Regions from separate parts of the Rattus norvegicus genome. Here region 2 is linked to region 1. Evidence: chromatin contacts called from public Hi-C data. All regions are on one chromosome and are shown on one strand. The core of a region is the stretch at or near the end of the contact, and the rest is flanking DNA. Distances in the headings are between cores, read along the strand shown.

What was found. A called contact is a pair of places that touch in the nucleus more often than the background predicts.
Region 2: a contact with region 1 is called in a Hi-C map of psoas muscle, with 3 times the contacts expected there. The contact joins two enhancer-like sites. A contact is called at or near these places in 7 of 12 Hi-C or Micro-C datasets (the A7r5 cell line, the Rat2 cell line, kidney and 3 more) and 1 of 1 datasets of contacts at active chromatin or transcription factors (oligodendrocytes).

What each region holds. Positions count from the first base shown.
Region 1 is chr3:174,978,782-174,982,286 of GRCr8, forward strand. Zmynd8 (zinc finger, MYND-type containing 8) reads right to left here. Exons shown (of 22, transcript NM_001100838.1): 12 at 2,651-2,797. Among named protein-coding and RNA genes, the nearest start is that of Zmynd8, 66 kb to the right of the region's middle. Within about 2 kb of position 2,115, at least 24 of the 93 cell types and tissues checked have an H3K27ac peak or open chromatin away from gene starts, as enhancers often do.
Region 2 is chr3:175,195,332-175,198,559 of GRCr8, forward strand. All of the region lies in intron 1 of Ncoa3 (nuclear receptor coactivator 3), which reads left to right. Among named protein-coding and RNA genes, the nearest start is that of Ncoa3, 39 kb to the left of the region's middle. Within about 2 kb of position 1,795, at least 81 of the 93 cell types and tissues checked have an H3K27ac peak or open chromatin away from gene starts, as enhancers often do.

The sequences.
Region 1 (3,505 bases), core at 865-3,364:
AGAGATGGGAATGTGAATGCAGGTTCTCCTGAGGTGCTGACACTGGTACTGAAGACATGGGGCTGAGGTAGTCATAGTCACAGTGGTGGGGAGTGTGTGTGCTCTCCTGCTGGTACAGTGGTGGAAAATTCCCGCTGCCTGCTCCCTCCAGCCAGGGGCACTCATATCCTCGAGGACAAACACTACCAGGGATGAGACTCAGACTTCTGATCCAGAGGTACAGACAAAGAGCAGAGGGAAGGCATGGGGCAGTGTCCCCTGGGGGAAAGGGATGGGCACAGGGGCTCAGACCTTCAGTGATGCTCTTCCCAGGACTGTCATTGCCAGAGGACATGGGCACAATGGCGTTATCCAGAGTGCCACCATCCTGGGTTGTCCCGGTCTCACAGACACAAAGACAAGCAGGAGGGCCACAAGTTCAAGGCCTGCCACGACTATACGGTGAGTTCCAGGTCAGTGTGAACTAAACAACAACCTGTCTCAGAAAAAACAAGACCAGCGAGGGGGGTCAGCCATGCAAGGCATCTCACCACCAGACCTACCAACCCTGGTCTGGACCTGGGCCCTGGAAGGACAGAACAATACCTCAGGCTGCCCTTTGGCCTCCGCATACTCACGCAAAAATGTTTGCTTGCATATGTGCGTGTGTGCAAGAAAGAGGGAGAGAGGGGCTTTAATCCCAGCATTCAAGAGACAGGGACAAGCAGATCTCGAGTTCAAGGCTACATGGTGGGAGGGGATTAAATAAGCCACCCCAAATCTATAGTTGAACCCTCTATTCTAACCCAGACAATCCCTGGTTTGCCTCACATGTATGTCTCCAATGTGGCTTTCTTCCTGTGCTGTCTTAAACAGTTCCCTGTTTAGCTGGACAGTGACTTCTCACCATCAGTGGCCAGCACTCTAGATCATGTCACATGGGCGGATATAAAATCACTGCCCTCCCCTCTACCCTTCAACCTTTTCCACCACGTACAGCATTCTTCAGGGTCCCTAGCAGAGCCCCTGAATGTGAGACTAAAATCCCATCCCAGGAACCCACCCATGTATCCAATGTTGTCACCCCCACTGACTGAGATGAGATATGAACCCTAGAATTATTGGAGGGGAGACAGGACAAAATTCATGGATTCCTTAGAGCCACCACACCTCACCCACACCTCAAGCCATGCTTAGAAAACCCAGGGGTATCACAAGGATGCCCAGTGGGCTCCTGGTTTTCAGAAGGAGCTATTCTTGCCAGGTGATTGGCAGAGAGGCAATGTCACCATGAGAACGCCTCTGTTCCACAGTGCTTCTGTTCAGAGTGTGAAGGTGGGAGGAGGCCCCGAGAAAAGAAACCACATTTCTAGAATAACGAATGTCCCCGAGGCAGCAAGCTGGTCCCCCTTCTGAATCAAGTGAGGAACCAGCTGGTGCCCCTGGATGGAGTCTTAGCAAGGACCTTGAATGTCCAACTCAAGCCAGGCTATAGATAAAAGGCAAGGGAGTAAACTGGACTACACTTGGGGGCCATTGGTCCTGTCACCCTAGGAACCAGTGACATAGCTTGGATGGCGCTGTGAATTCATTGTCATGGGACACCATACGCCTCTTTCCCCACCAAGGAATGTTCTAGCCCACGGTATCTGGAAACCCCTGGAGTTGCTTCCTTTGCCGGTGGCTTCTCTCTGGCCTCCTACCCCTCCTCTTCCCTTTACTGATCTCTGCCTATTCCAGTGGCCCAGGGACTTTGCTCCATCTGGACACTCTAAGCCCAGCTGTCAACCTCCGGATCCACTGGGGCTGGGTGGGTCTCTGATGAGGTCATGATAAGCTACATCTCTGGGCTTTAACCACAAGGTGGCAGCATTCAATTACTCAGAACTGTAACCTGCCCCTTGCTCCCTGGGATGCAGGCCACCCTAGGCTGCATGGAATTTAACTGCAAGCACTCCATGGATAGACCTTGTCTCTCTCAGACAGACGGACACACCACACCAAGTGGAGCCAGGCCTGGTGGCACATGACAATAACCACAACACTTGAAAGGTAAAGACAGGATCATGAGATCCAGGGTCTGAGCCGCAAGGCAAGCTCAATCCAGATGAAAATGTCACATTTTAAAAAATGAGGAACGGCTACAGAGCTGACTCAGAGGCTAAGAACACTGGCTGTACTTACAGAGGCCCAGAACTAAGTCCCAGCACTGCCATGGCAGATCACAGCCATCTGCAACTCCAGATAGAAAGGACATGATCCCTTCTGCCTGCCACAGGCAATAGACACGCATGTGGCACACAGACACTCATGCAGAACACCCATACTCATAAGAGAATGGAAACTATCAGAAAACCCACCCCAAAACAGTAAGACTCATAAAACTTGCTTCAGTCACATATATTTACACAGGGCAAAACTGGTTTACGAGAATTACTTGTAAAGACTGGCCCAAAATGGTTTGTGGTAAAACACCTTTGTGAGCCAACCAGCTGCCCAAGAAACCCCTCCTGTTCCTCCTTATCTCCCCTAACCCCTCTATCCACTAAAGCTTTTACATTTTCTGCAGACAGAATAGAGGAGCTCAGTGTCTAAGAGCCACTGAGGAAAGGACAAAGGGCAGAGGTGGGCACCACTGCCAAACACACACACTTATGTAAACGCCACTGACCCAGGTTCAAGTTCAGGATGCTCCCGGTGGTGGCGGTGGAGGTCTTGTCAGGTTTCGTCATGATGGGCGTTGGCGCTTGTGGAGAGAAGGGCTTCGGGCTGCCGGACAAGCTCCCTGCTTGCCCCGTCTTGGTGGAGGCTGGAGACGCTGGAAAAGTGTATCACGGTTAGAAGCTGGTTTTACACATTAGCAAACCAATAAAGCCACACCAGGTTCAGGGTTGAGAACGGGAGAGAAGGGACAAGGTGTTTCATTCCACAAGCACTGTTCTGCATCCTGGAGAGGACCCAGGACTGGTAAGATGGGTGGCCATGAACTGCCAACAAAGGGCTTTCACCTAGCATGGGCTACTGGGCTGGGGACTCTAAGTTGAAAGGCTAAGCTGCCACTGAAATTGCCTTAGCCCATTCACAGGTTTAACGCATGAGCAAACTCCTCATGCTGTGTGCACAGGTGGGAGGCAGGCTGGCATGTGTGGCAGCCATCGGTGAGAGTTTGAGGGAGCTGTTCACACAGCCTGCCCCATCTGCCTCTGACCAGCCCTGGGGAGGTCCAGACGCTGGCTCAAGTTTCTCAGGGTACAGAGAAACAAACTGGACATCAGGTGGAGGGAGAATTGGTATTGCCAAATTATCTTCTTTCTCAGTGAGGGTCAGACTCCTCCAAGGACAGACCATGTTCCCACGCCTGAGGTGTTCAAATCTAACTTAAAACAACTGGCCAAACAAGGAGAACAAAGACCAAAAGCACTTAGCGGGGCTAAGGGCTTCTTAAGGACCCACCCGATCTTGACATTAACCCTCACACACAGTTACATATTTTTCGAGACCACCCAGCATCGCTTCTGAGCCCTGA
Region 2 (3,228 bases), core at 545-3,044, 220 kb after region 1:
CCACTTACTTATTAGTAAATAATGCCCTCCCCTCTCCTCTCCCAGCTGCACGCCAGTCTGTGCTACAGCGGCAGTGGTAGGCATTGTTCAGGAAGTGACCTTGGCTTGGATTAATCAAATTCAGCACACACAAAAAAGATTCTTGCTAACATGCTGACTTGATATAAAATTTTGTCGCATCCATTTTCCTGTGAAATGAGGCCATCCTGTAAAAAGAGAAGATTCTTCAAATTAAACATGCACTAACGGGCGCACCGGCTTCTGTAAGCCATGTTAAAAAGAACAAACTAGTTGTATTTTAAAATTAGACTTACAATCATAAGTTTATATCGTGTGGGTTCGGAAGTTATTAGTAGACAATTATTTGTATCATTTCTTTCAACTTGAAATTAGAATATCATTGACTTTATTTCCTGGTCTGGAACATGTATATCAAGTTGCACTGTAGAGATTCTGTGTAATGAAGACAGAATACTGTTCTCTGGGCCTCTGGTCACTGTGTAGCAAGTGAGGCATTATGTTTTGGTTTCAGATTGCATTTCAGAAATATCTGGTGTTTGATAATCTGGATAGAGCCCACTATCCTATATGCGATCGTTTTAGTAGCTGGTGGTGGTACCCATATAGATCTCCAATCTAAACTTGTAAAACTGCTAAAATTCAACCAGTTGGTATGTAAGTTGGCTTATCTATACATTAGGATTTAGTAAATCATCGGATAGGAGAGTTTGTACAGCTGTCTCCTCTTTGTCTTGGTGTGCTTCAAGGAATGGCGGCTCACACCTGTAATTCCAGGACTTTGAGGTTGGGTTAGGTGGATTGCTGCTGTTTTTCTGCCATTTGGGGCTATAGAGAGAGGTTGTCTTAAACTCCCTCCCATGACCACCCCTTAAAAAAAAACTATGCAAAAAAAACAGATAAAAACCAAAACTGAAACGACCCCAAATCACCATGCTGGCTTCAAGCTCTTGGGCTTCGGTGTCCTGCTTCCTTATTGCCCTGGGGAGGAAGAGGGAGGAGGGAAGTGTGGGGCGGGGAAGGGAGGCAGTGTGGTTTCTCCTGCCCTGCCCTCTTCAGTCCTGCTCACTGTTAGTACAGACTGCTGAGTGGAGTAGTGAATGGATTAGTGTATCGATTTTTTTCTTTTGCATCTGTAGGAAGTTTATATAAAAAGTGATCAGGAGGACAGCTCTGCAGAAGAAAGACTTTGCTTTTGAGTTTGTTCCACGCATGCACGGAGGGCTGTGCTGGGTCCTGGAGGGTTAGAGAGAACACAGGGAAACAAATGGCCCCTTAGATGCTCTCGCTGTGTTTCTGTAGACTCCTCTTGTGAGGATGGCGTACTGCAGTTGTATCAGTGACCCGAGGGAGCCAGAGCCTAAATACTGTAATTGACGGGCTTCATTTCTTCTTAAAGCATTTACAGGGAGCTAAACGGGCATCATGTCATATCATTTGTGGGTAGTTGGGAGATTTGAAGCCTCGTGGAGGAAAATCTTTTCTTAACCTGCCCTTGTTTGCTCTTTGTCTTTATGTCTATCGGTTGGTTTGGTCGATGCTCTAAGATAAAGAGACCCTGACTTGAAGGAGAAAATGGATACTTATCAAATCATTTTTCTGCTCAAACAGCAGTTTAAAGTGAATTAGTCACCTGAACTTAGGGTGTCCGCTGCCTTTTTTAACCTTTCCTTCTTAAGAGAAGCCCGGGAAGAACTGCAGCAGCAGTCCTGGTAGCCAGGGAGTTAACGCTCCCGCAGCCCGAGGGTCAGCGCAGTCTCTGTTTGCTGATTGGCTGCTAAAAGGTGAAATTGAAACCACTGTAAACTTTTGACCCTGTAGCAGTTCCTGTGGAAAGCCTTCTGCGGGTGGAGCCTGCTTACCTCCCACCCCCATTCCCACCCCCTTTGCCTGTATTTATTTTCTGTGATCCTGCAGGGCTCTACCCTGCTTTTCAGAGAGGGAGAGAGTGGGTGAGGCAGACGGGGAGAGGGGAGAAGGAGGGAGAGGGAGGAGCTGTAGAGCAGGCAGCTGCAAGTAGCTTGCTGACAAGCCCGCTGCTTTTCTGTAACTAGGTCCTCACTAACTTAAGCTGAGCCAAAGAGGTGAGGCCAGTTCATAGACCACAGGGCCACCAGGATTCTGTGCTTGCTTTTTCCTTGGTTGCTCAGATGCAGACTAGTGTGCCTCTGCAACTCAGTACTCTTTTGAGGTAGCGTCCCACCCTGTAGCTGGTTGGCCTGATGATGGAATTAAAGGCTTATGCCACCACACCCAGCATTTAAAAAAATTTTTTTTTCTTGTCCCCCTTTGAAGCTACATTTAGTCTGTTTTTGAACAAAATGCCTGGCATCCTTTCCTGGATGTGCTGAGCTAAGAACTTTTACTTTTAGTAACATTTCATGTGTCTCCTTTACGCATCCTGTCTTTTAGATGCCCAGCATGATGTAAGTATTATTGGAGTTGGCTTAGTGGGTAAAGAAACTTACTGCCAAGCCTGATGAGCTGCCCGGCTGAGGCCCCGCGGTAGAGGAGAGAGCAAATATCTGGAAGTTCTTCTCTGACCTCAGCATTTCTGTCATGGTGTGCACGGGCACACGCACAGGCACGCACTCGTGCACACATACATACGAATAAATAAAAACTTCCTTTAAACTGTGTTAATCTTGTCTGCCTTTTTTTGGGGGTAGGGGGTCCAAGATTGAACCTAGGTTTTTGTACATGTTGGCAAGCCCTCACAGTGATCTGTGTCTCCAACTCATAATTTATTTTCGAGAGAGGATTTGTCTACATAGCCCAGGCTGGTGTTGGACTAACTGTCTTCTGCCTTGGCCTTTCCAGTTTTTGGATTGCAGATGCATGTGACTGTGCTAGTCTCCTCTGCTTTTCAGTGTGAAGGACTAACAGGCATTCTGATTGTAAATCTAGGCAATATTTGCAGAAACTGCCTGATTTCATTAGTTATTTTTGGCAGAGATAAACAGTTTTGAATTTGTCTTAATTTTACATCTTCCCCCCAATTAATTAATTAATTTTTTATTTATTCACTTTATATCTCAAATTGCATCCCCTTTCTCCTCTCAGTCCTCCCTCACATAGTCCTCCTACCCACTTTTCCCTTCTCCTGATAAGGGGGAGCCCCCCAACCCTATCAACCCACCTTGGCACAACTCACTGTAGGGCTAGGCACATGCTTTCCCACTGATGCCAGACAAGGCAGCCCAGTTAGAG